Regions from separate parts of the Sus scrofa genome. Here region 2 is linked to region 1. Evidence: chromatin contacts called from public Hi-C data. All regions are on one chromosome and are shown on one strand. Each heading gives the region's core, a stretch centred on a gene start, on an enhancer-like site or on the middle of the called end of the contact. The rest is flanking DNA. Distances are from core to core; before and after follow the strand shown.

Region 1 (4,738 bases), core at 1,635-4,134:
CTGTGGCGTAGACCGGCGGCTACAGCTCTGATTCAACCCCTAGCCTGGGAGCCTCCATATGCCGCAGGAAGCGGCCCTAGAAACGGCAAAAAGACTGATCAGGGGGTCCAACTCGACGCTTTCAGCGCACACAAATTGTCTTCTTTGGTGCTACTGGAAGGACCCTCCTTGGAGACCTCGCAGGGATTCTTAACCGAGGCTGCACGCCAGAATCACCTGAAGAGCTTTGACATATTGATGCCTGGGGCCCACTCTGAGGAATGAGTTTGAAGCGATCTGCAGGCGATCCTAATGTGCAGCTAAAACTTAAGAATCAGTGATCTATAGCCTCAGGGAAGATTTGAGATTACACAGAGAATGTGATAAATACTTTTCCGGAACAAGTCAACACTTGCACTCAAAAAAACCTAAATTGCCTCCCACAGACAAGGTGCTGTTACAGCACAAATAAGACAGTTACTGCCCCAAGGAAAATCATGGTCCAGGGGAAAAGTCAGAATGTGACATCTTTGCAACACAAATGAACAAGACAGAAGCTGCATGGCCTTATATGATCTAGCATTGAGAATCAGTTGTGTCACTTTTGCTGTGTCACTCACTGTTGAAGCAGTCACAAGTTTGCCCAGATTCAAGGGGAGGGCATTATAGCTCACCTCTCAAAGGGATGGCATGTCAAAGAATAAGTAGCCTTAAAAAAAAAAATCCTGCCATATAGGATTTTATTCTTCTTTCATGGGTGTTTCTCTCCAAACAGGTGGAGGCAGGAGTGGAGTATAGCTTTGCAATGTTCTCTTTCAAAGGACAGTTTTGCTGTGCTTTGCTGCTGTTCTGCTTGCCTGTGTTGCCTATGCTGCTGCCTTCTGAACTGCTGCAGGTTGCTTCTACCATCAATCCCTGCTCCTCCCAGGCCCCCTCTTGCAGTTCTAAGACCCCTCTTCTTGGACACCCCTTGACCTTATTTCTCTGAGCATTTCTTCTCTTTGCTGGTACTCTTTACCCAGATTTACATCTCTCCACACTCTTTTTCAAAAGAAAGTGTCATTCTTTTATACCATATGGCCTTTTTAAGAGATGTTATCTTAGGGCGTTCCCTTGTGGCACAGTGGGTTAAAGACCCAGCATTGTCATTGCAACAGCTTGGGTCCCTACTGTGACTTGGGTTCAGTCTCTAGCCAGGAAACTTCCACATGCCTCATGGGGGGGGGGGGGGAAGGTGTTATCATAGCAGAAGAGCATAGCCCTTTAGAGATGTGTTTTCAGTTTTACTACTCAGTCTGTGGGGAAAGGATGGTTTGTCTCCTAGCAAAGGGATTTGGCTACTTAGTAGTAATATTCTTTATTTTTTACTACAAGTTCTGTTTTCCTGAGGGGCATGCATATCACCAGAAGCTGGGTGGATGGGGTGGAAGAGAAATATTCAGGTACAGTTTTACACTATACCTGAAAAGCATTACTTCTTCTGATGCCTAGGTTTGATTCCACCTCAGATTAGCAATTTACTGCTGTGCTTTTGTTTCTTTTTCTCAAAATGGACACCATTGGGTCATCTTTAGTCCACCCTAAATGACTGTATATGCCTGAACCCTAATTGTGAACAGTTTCCTGTTTTTACTGTGGGGATCCTTACCCAGGTAAGTCAAAGGGTGGAGATGGTGGTGCTCTAACATCCTAGATTAGTTAAGGAAAATCTGTCTGCCAGAGTACACAGAGGACCTGAAATAATCTCTGTACTTCAGTCCTGCCTTACAAAAGCACCAGCCATCTGTCACGTTTTTGTTTCTTCTAATTACTTCCTAAAATTCCTTGAGTTCCTTAAAGTAAGCCATCTCTTTCAGGCTAATCTGGATTAGAGATATGCTCTTGTTATTTGCTTTTCCTCTGGATAAACTGCAATTAATACTGTTCGTTAAAATCTGCTATCTCCCATTATCTTTTCTCTCCATTTTCTGTGATAATAGAATCTTAGCCAGACACAAGAATAAAGACTACATTTCCTGGTAGCTAGGTCTGGTTCTGTGTTCTGTGTGGGACTTCAGAGCCTCTTTAAGGAGACAGAACTCAAAAGCCTCTGGCCAAGACAGAAACTACCATACACTTATCGCCCCACCCATCTCATTGTAAAGCCCCTTCCCCCACCTTGAACAACCTGGCCTACTCCTTCCTGACTCCTACTAGTAAAGGTATGTGGCCCACTCCTCACCCCGCCCTTATAAGGGCAATATATGCCTCCACCCAACCAGCAAGTCTATTGAAAGACCCCATCTTTCTCCAGCCAGTCAGCAGGTCAACAGGTGCATGGTAAGACCTCTCCTCTCCTTTTTCTCTGGGCTATAAAAACAGACAGGATCACGAGCTCTGGGTTGGCTCTCCCTGTTTATCAGGAAGTCATCCTGCTGCACTAACAGCATCTCTTATCTCAATAAACTTGTCTTTCTCTTCACCTTGCTAGGCTAGAAAATTCTTTTTCTGACTTGTGTGCACGAACCAAGACATTCTGGTAAATAGGATGTAATTGGATCTGTTGTATAGCACCTTGTGACAACTTTCCTTAAAGGAGAGAATAAAAAGGCATGAACTACTGATACACATGACAACATGGTTGGATCTCAAAAACTTTATGCTGAGTGAAAGAAGCCACTCTCAGGTTATACTGTATAACCCTGTTTATATGACATTCTGGAAAAGGCAAACCTAGGGACAGAATACAGCAGTCATCACAAATGGTTTGGGTGGGAGAAGGGTTTGAGTACAAAGCAGCAGCAAAAGGGAATGTTGGGGGTAATGGGAAAAACCATCTGGCTGCTGGGGACTGGGGCTCCCACAGCAATTGGCACCAAATGGCAGAGTGCTCTGAGTTAGGGAGAAGATAAGCCTGTTAAGCTATTGATGAGCTCTGCTGGGTAACAAATGTGCATTGTTAACAAGGGCCTCTAGCTCAAGGTCTGTCCCAAAGGACTGAATTTAAGAGTGGGAAATTTCAGGCACTGTAGCAGGCCAGTGCCTACAGGAAAAGGTACCAGGGGCATGCAGTGCCTCTCGAGTTCATCTGAAGCCGTTCCATTTCTACCATGTTAGCCACCAATGAGCCACTCTTTTCTCATGCATCTGTACCTTCACCTTTTTGGTTCTAGAGCAAAGAAGAGAACAGAAACTCCTTTGCCAGTTATGGTTCCCAGGCAGCCCCCCTTCTCTGCCTCCCTTGCTTTGGAGAAAAAGGGCTTACTGCCTCACTTGCTGTACCATCCTGGCCATCTGTGCCACCAGAAGTGCTGATAGAAAAGTGAAACCCACTGAAAGAGCAAGGAAGAAGAACGGCCTTTTTGTTCTGATTTAATAGGTTATTTGTCCTTGAATCCCTAAAGAGGGCCTACAAACCAACCTCTCAGTCCTCACAAGTGCCCTCTCTGGTTGGGTACTGCGTCCAGAGAATCGTTTTAATATCCAGACTGTTTCTCCATTTCTTTTAGATCCTAAATATTACTCATTTCCAGAGCAAGAGGGAGTCCAAAGCCCTCCCATCTTTGAGTGCACCCTTCCCGTGAACTCAAAACCAGGGGCAGTGAGAAAGACGAAGAGGCAAAGGGCTAGCTGTAGAAGAGCAGCTAGTAGCTCGCAATGAGCCATCAGGATCTCCTAGGCACTTGTTAAGAAATACACACGTCCGGAGAGGCTCATAGAAATCCTTATTTAGCAAACTCGGGTAGGCGCCAGGCTTCTCTTTTTTAACAAGTGCCCAGTGGCTTCTTTTGTTGAAGAGCCCCAAACCGAGCTGTAGGCCCGGCTACAAGAGCCACTCGCAATACAGGAGCTGCTTCCGCTTCCCAGCCGGTGAAGGGGTTAGGGTGAAGCAGAGTTAAACTCCCAACCAGATCGCTGGTGCGCTAGTTCCCTCCCCTTATCGAAACCCAACACTCCACATTCCTAAACCTCTGTGGCTCTGGCCGGCTCCTCCCCTCCCGTGGACCCACCCCCGACGCACGTTCCAGCGATCTTCGGTTGGCGGCGGGTCTGCGCAGGCTCCTGAAGGGTCGGGGGAGAGGGGGCTCGGGCGGGGGCGTGGCTCCGATCTTTGTGGGTCTCGCGACTCCCGGCTCGCAGCCTGACTTGGGTGCCACGCCCCGAACCCGAAGCAGTTGGGAGTGTCCCTCGGTCTGCCCGCCTGCGAAGGGCTGTGGAGGCCTGGAGGTGGGTGCAGACTTGCAAGGGCCGAGCTGCAACTGTGAGGTTCTCCCCGGAATCCCTGCCGTCTCGGAGCTGCGGGGAAGCGCGGGGCACCGGTATCGCAGGTGTCGCTGTGGCCGTATTTCCTGGTGGTCTTCATGGGCACTGGGTTCCAGAGCCTGGTCCTGAGGAGGAGGAGGAGGAGGACGGCGGAGCGTAATTGGAAGCTGGGCTTGTGAGAGGTCTGGGAGGGAGAGAAGAGTATCGCCTCAGCGGCCGCACTGCACGCGGATATGTCGGGGTTTGATAGTTCTCTTCTGGGCCCTGCGAGTCGGCTAGAGGTCGCTGCGCCGGTGATGGAATGCCCAGTGTCACCCAGCTTGCTCCCTGCTCCCTGAACCTCGGGAGGACCGCCGGGACGCGCCGAAGGACAGAAATTTGGACCTAGTAAAAGGACATCACCCCTTAGCCCCAGCTATGGACTCCACAGCATCAGGTTTGGCTCTGGAGAGTTACGGGGTAGAACCCTCTTGGGGAGTTAGTACTGGGCCTAGGAGGAGATGGACCCTAAGAAATG
Region 2 (5,300 bases), core at 2,391-4,890, 270 kb after region 1:
ACCACAGCAGTGACTTGAGCCACAGCAGTGACAATGCCAGATCCCAAACCCACTGAACCACCAGGGAACTCCCTGTTTCAAATTTGTATTAATAATAATGTTAATAGAAAATCTCTTTGTAGTTTACTTCTACAACATTTCCTGGTTCTCCTAATATTCCACTAAATTTAAAATTAGATACAGGCTTTCCTGTTGTGGTGCAGTGGTTAATGAATCCGACTAAGAACCATGAAGTTGTGGGTTCGATCCCTGGCCTCGCTCAGTGGGTTAAGGACCCAGCATTGCCATGAGCTGTGGTGTAGGTCGCAGACGCAGCTCAGATCCCACGTTGCTGTGGCTCTAGTGAAGGCCAGTGGCTACAGCTCTGATTAGACCCCTAGCCTGGGAACTTCCGTATGCCATGGGAGCAGCTCAAGAAAAGGCAAAAAGACAAAAATAAAATATAAAATAAAATAATAAAATAAAATAAAATTAGATACAGACCCATATTAAGCATCTTGCCAGAACTCAGCTTAAGTCAATGTCTTATGAAGTTTTATTTTTATTTCTACCAGGTAAGTATTCTATTTTGTTGTACCATTCTAATCCCACTAGTGTCCCTCAAGAAATATCTATCCATCCGATCTTTTATACTTTTTAAAGGAAAGCCCAAAACTGGATAAAATATGAGCACTCGGTATATTTCTTGTCTGCCAAAGATTATAAAGTAATTTTATTTAGTGGAAACAAAGTTGGTAATAGGCCAAATGGAAAATAAAAACTAAAATTAGCAAAGTGAAATAGGAATTTCAAAAAATAAATTAACAACCAATTAATTACTAATTACTTTTTTCTTAACTTTTAGATATAGAGTGTTCAAAGTTATGAAAGTATCAAAAAGTATGAAGTGAAACACACAATAGTCATTAGCATTCTACCACATAGAGTTACCATTCTGGCATGTTTCCATCATTTTTGTGTGCATATTACATATTAAATTTTAAAATTGAAATGCTATACATTTAATATTATATGTCTTTATAATATGTATTATACTATCTATCCATTGTTATTTTTTCTAACTTGACATTTTATAAAATATTTTCCCTAACACGTTAAAATCTCCTTAACAAAATTTTAATCACAGCATTACACCCCACCATGTTTTTCCATTCCCCTACTACTGATGATTTAAGTTGTAGTCAGCCTTTTCTACTATAAGTAATACTGTAATGAATACTTTCACATTTCCACCTCTGCCTCAAATTTTTTTTTTTAATTACTGTGTATGGTAAACTCCTAGAAATGTAATTACCCAGCCTAGGAGCATGACTATTTGCTACATCTTGTCAAACTGCTTTTGGAAATGCAGTGCCAGTGTCTGTTTCAACACAGCCTCCTCAGTACTGAGTATGTGCTTTTTTAAGTGTTTGTGATATCTTATTTCCTTGGCAATTACTTGATTATCTTTGAAGATTACTTTTCTCCTGTTACCTGAATTTCTTCTTTAGTTCATGTCCTTTGTTCATTTGTCAGGTTTTAATATTTTTCGTGTTTTTTAAGACTTTCCTTTGACCCCTATTTTGCTTGGGTTCATGTGAAGCAGACACACTCAATAGCCTCCACTACTGGGATAGTGGAGGGATAAAGGAAAGGGGGCATGGAGAATGACACTCTCCCCCATCGATGTTGGGCACAGAGACAGTGGAACGATTACTATTGAAAATTTAGGGAGTTCCCGTGGTGGCTCAGTGGTTAACAAATCCGACTAGGGACCATGGGGTTGCCGGTTCAGTCCCTGGCCTTGCTCAGTGGGTTGGGGATCCTGCGTTGCTGTGAGCTGTGGTATAGGTTGCAGACGCGGCTCGGATCCCACGTTGCTGTGGCTCTGGTGTAGGCCCACTGCTCTGAATAGACCCCTAGCCTGGGAACCTCCATGTGCTGCGGGAGCGGCCCAAGAAATGGCAAAAAGACAAAAAGACCAAAAAAAAAAAAAAAAAAAATTGGGGGAGTTCCCCTCCTGGCAGTGGTTAACGAACCCGACGAGGAACCATGAGGTGGCAGGTTCGATCCCTGGCCTTGCTCAGTGGGTTAAGGATCCCGCACTGCCAGGAGCTGTGGTGTAGGTCGTAGAGGCGGCTCGGATTGTGCTGCTGCTGTGGTGTAGGCCGCCAGCTGTAGCTCCGATTAGACCCCTAGCCTGGGAACATCCATATGCTGCTGGTGCGGCCCTAAGGAAAAAAAAAAAAAGTTTAGATTTGGACGTGAGGTAGGTAAGTGAATTCTTAGGTTGGGGATGGAAATGCTGGAGGCTGGGGTGGGGGTGGGTGAGGAGGGTCCTGATTTTCTAGCCCCCCCGAATTGGGTTGGGAGCGTGAGGAGTTAGAACCAGGGGTTAGTACTGGGGTGTTGGGGGTGGGGGAGCGTTGCAACTTGAAAAGGTAGGTGGGTTGGGATAGGCTCCCAGGATTAGGGTGCGCCCCACCCAGATCTCGCCCGCTGCCAGAGCCCAGGTCCCCCCTTGGGACTGCCAGACGTTTACCTGCTTCTTCAGTTCCTGACTGCGGCGCTGCAGAGACTGGAGGGGATCGCGCTGCCGCCTTGCCAGCATCTCCCTAGAGTCGGCGCGGAGCTCAGGCCGGTCGCCAGGGAAACCAAGGAGGTGGCGCCGGAAGGTGACGTCACTACCGCGTGAGGGTCTCGCCTCCTTACAGCCCCGCTGGCTAGGCGGGAAGAGCGTATCTTGGTGAAGGTAACCCGCCAGCCCGCAGGGACTGAGCTCTGTACTCGGGCTCACAGCCCAGATAGTCACCTATTCCTCACCAATCCCGAAGGACTGGGGTGGAGTTGGGGGGAATGCCCTTCGGCGTCCGAAACTACAAGTCCCACAATACTCTAATGTCACGCCATTCCTGTTGGAGTTCTCGGTGGTAAGGTATTTGTTTTCTGATACCAGTTTTGCGGAACTAATCTTAAGATACAATTTAAGAATTTTAATGCCTTAAATTAACTGCACGGATAGCATGGCATACATGGTTCTGGCGTATACTCTCACTTCAAATCGGCAGTTTTTAATTCTTTGCCGTTTGGGATATTTCTTGTTATCACTTCATTGTAGTTTTGCTTGTTCACCCTTAGTTCTGTGAGTAGTAATTCTTTATGTTTTACAGCAATCCCGTGAGCACGTAATTATGAGCTCAATTTTACATCTCTCAGAGAGGTTTGTAATATTTTCCTGAGCGGGACTCAGTCCCATAAACCCAATTTCCAATTTTTTTCCACTACACCGGATAAAAATAACTATCTGAACTAACTTTTCAAGAGGAACCACACCGATATTAAGTATTTTTCAGTACAACACACAATTCCACAGGCCCAACTGCCACGCTATTTGCGTACTTTTTTCACAGTATAGAGAAAAGTGACAGGAACTCACCTTGCTTAACTTTCATGCTGAACACCCCCCCATCTCCGTGTAACATCACAGATTAGGATACAGAACATGACCATCACCCTAGTAGTCCTCCCCACCTTCTAATCCCTGCCCACCTCCACACCCTACATCAAAAGTAAACATTAGGAGTTCCCTGGCAGCCTAGTGGCTAAGGACCTGGTGTTACCACTGCTGTAGTTCGGTTCAATCCCTGGCCCAGCAACTTTTGTATGCATCACGGCACAGCCAAAAAACAAAACAAAACAAAAAAACAAAAAAAAAACCACAAACAAAAAAAGTAAACATTGTCCTAACTTCCACCTGTAAAAATTTGTCTTGCCTCCTTTTGAGCTATGTAATGGAATCATGCAGCGTGTACTGGCATCTTGTTAGGCTTCTTTCACTCAGTATGTTTGTACATCTGTATCATTATGTGCATTATGGTTGTTCATTCTCAGTGCTCTCTGGTATTTCATTTTATGACATCCGCTAATATACTCACCCATTCTACTCTTGCTTTTTGTAGCTCATGTCTTTATTTTGAATTTTTTCTACATTACGGCTCATGACACTTCACGTAAATAACCATAGTATTTCTATTAAAAAGCTGAAAAAGGAGGTAGTTAAGTGCTACAAAGTATTTCTAGATGGATTAATAAATCAGTACATCTAAGTGATCTTGTAAGAGATAAGCAAAAAGAAAAAAAGGCACTACAGACAATCCGTCATTTATGAAATATTTATTTTACATATATGTCTATAAGTAAATGAAAAAATTCTACCTGCTTTGTAGACATTTCCATATTTTAAATGGAACAGTTACAGGGTCATGAAGATGGTACAATTCTATGTTGGTTAAAATAAACAAACTCCCTACGTATGTGTATATGTATGAGGAAGGAGGCAAAAAACTGTTGTTCACCTTAGGTGGAAAGATGAGTTTGACTTTATACATTTTTGTACCCAATTCAGAGTGACAAGCATTTATTCCTTATGAGTCCTGGATCAACATCATCGACATCACCTGGGAAAATGTTAGAAATGCCTAATCTCAGGCTTCACCACAGACCTACAGGATCAGAATCTATATTTTAATAATAGTGTTTCATTTGCACATTCAAGCTTGAGGAAACCACTTAGGTATTCACTATGCTGTAAGGAATGAGATTACTCAGTTAACTGCCTTCTTTTTCATTAATTTACATTTCTTTTGACTTATAATACCTAGCATAGTCACCTTAACACTAGTCATTGCTCTCTGTTGTCATCCCTGATGCCATTATGGAAATCAGAGTAACCTACAAGAAAGTTTTAAAGCCAGATGGCCAAAACCAAAGAACACTACGGCCAGTGTCTCTCCTGAGAACAAGCTACTTCATAAAACTCGTTATGATTTTCTTTCATCACTGCGTTACAATGAATATCAACTTTGTATAGCTTCCTCACGGATGACACTGAAAGAGAATTTAAAAGCTTCTGAGGGAATCATAGTGTAGATCTAGTGGCTAATACAGAAAAAGTAATGTCTCCACGTAAAGCAGTATTTTCAGGGGAAAAAACCAAACATGTTTAAGTAGGGCAAGGGGTAGAGAGCTAGAAGGGAAACAGTGAGAGGCAACGTTAAGGAGAACTGTCCGCCACAGTGCCGGGCCACATGGGCCCAGTGTAAAGAGGCAGGCATGACAGAACACTGAGGTGAGACACGAGAGGGAGATGAGTGTGTCATGGTGCTGCACCTAACTGATGAGAAAGGAATCAATACTGGGAAGACCAGGTTCACTGGGAACATGAACAGGCCCAGAGGGTCACAACCTAGAGGCTTAACTGGGCACATACCAACAGTCTGGGGGCACCACGCATGTGCCCTAAGAAACCTACCTTGTCTCAA

What was found. A called contact is a pair of places that touch in the nucleus more often than the background predicts.
Region 2: a contact with region 1 is called in a Hi-C map of liver, with 4 times the contacts expected there. The contact joins the promoter of NPHP1 here to the promoter of ZNF514 in region 1. A contact is called at or near these places in 1 of 5 promoter capture datasets (liver) and 2 of 47 Hi-C or Micro-C datasets (heart right ventricle and liver).

The regions. Positions count from the first base shown.
Region 1 is chr3:46,107,034-46,111,771 of Sscrofa11.1, forward strand. ZNF514 (zinc finger protein 514) reads left to right here and starts at 2,885. Exons shown (of 4, transcript XM_021087083.1): 1 at 2,885-4,657.
Region 2 is chr3:46,374,639-46,379,938 of Sscrofa11.1, forward strand. It overlaps NPHP1 (nephrocystin-1), which reads right to left and starts at 3,641. Exons shown (of 20, transcript XM_013995823.2): 1 at 2,522-3,641. The coding sequence starts at 2,590.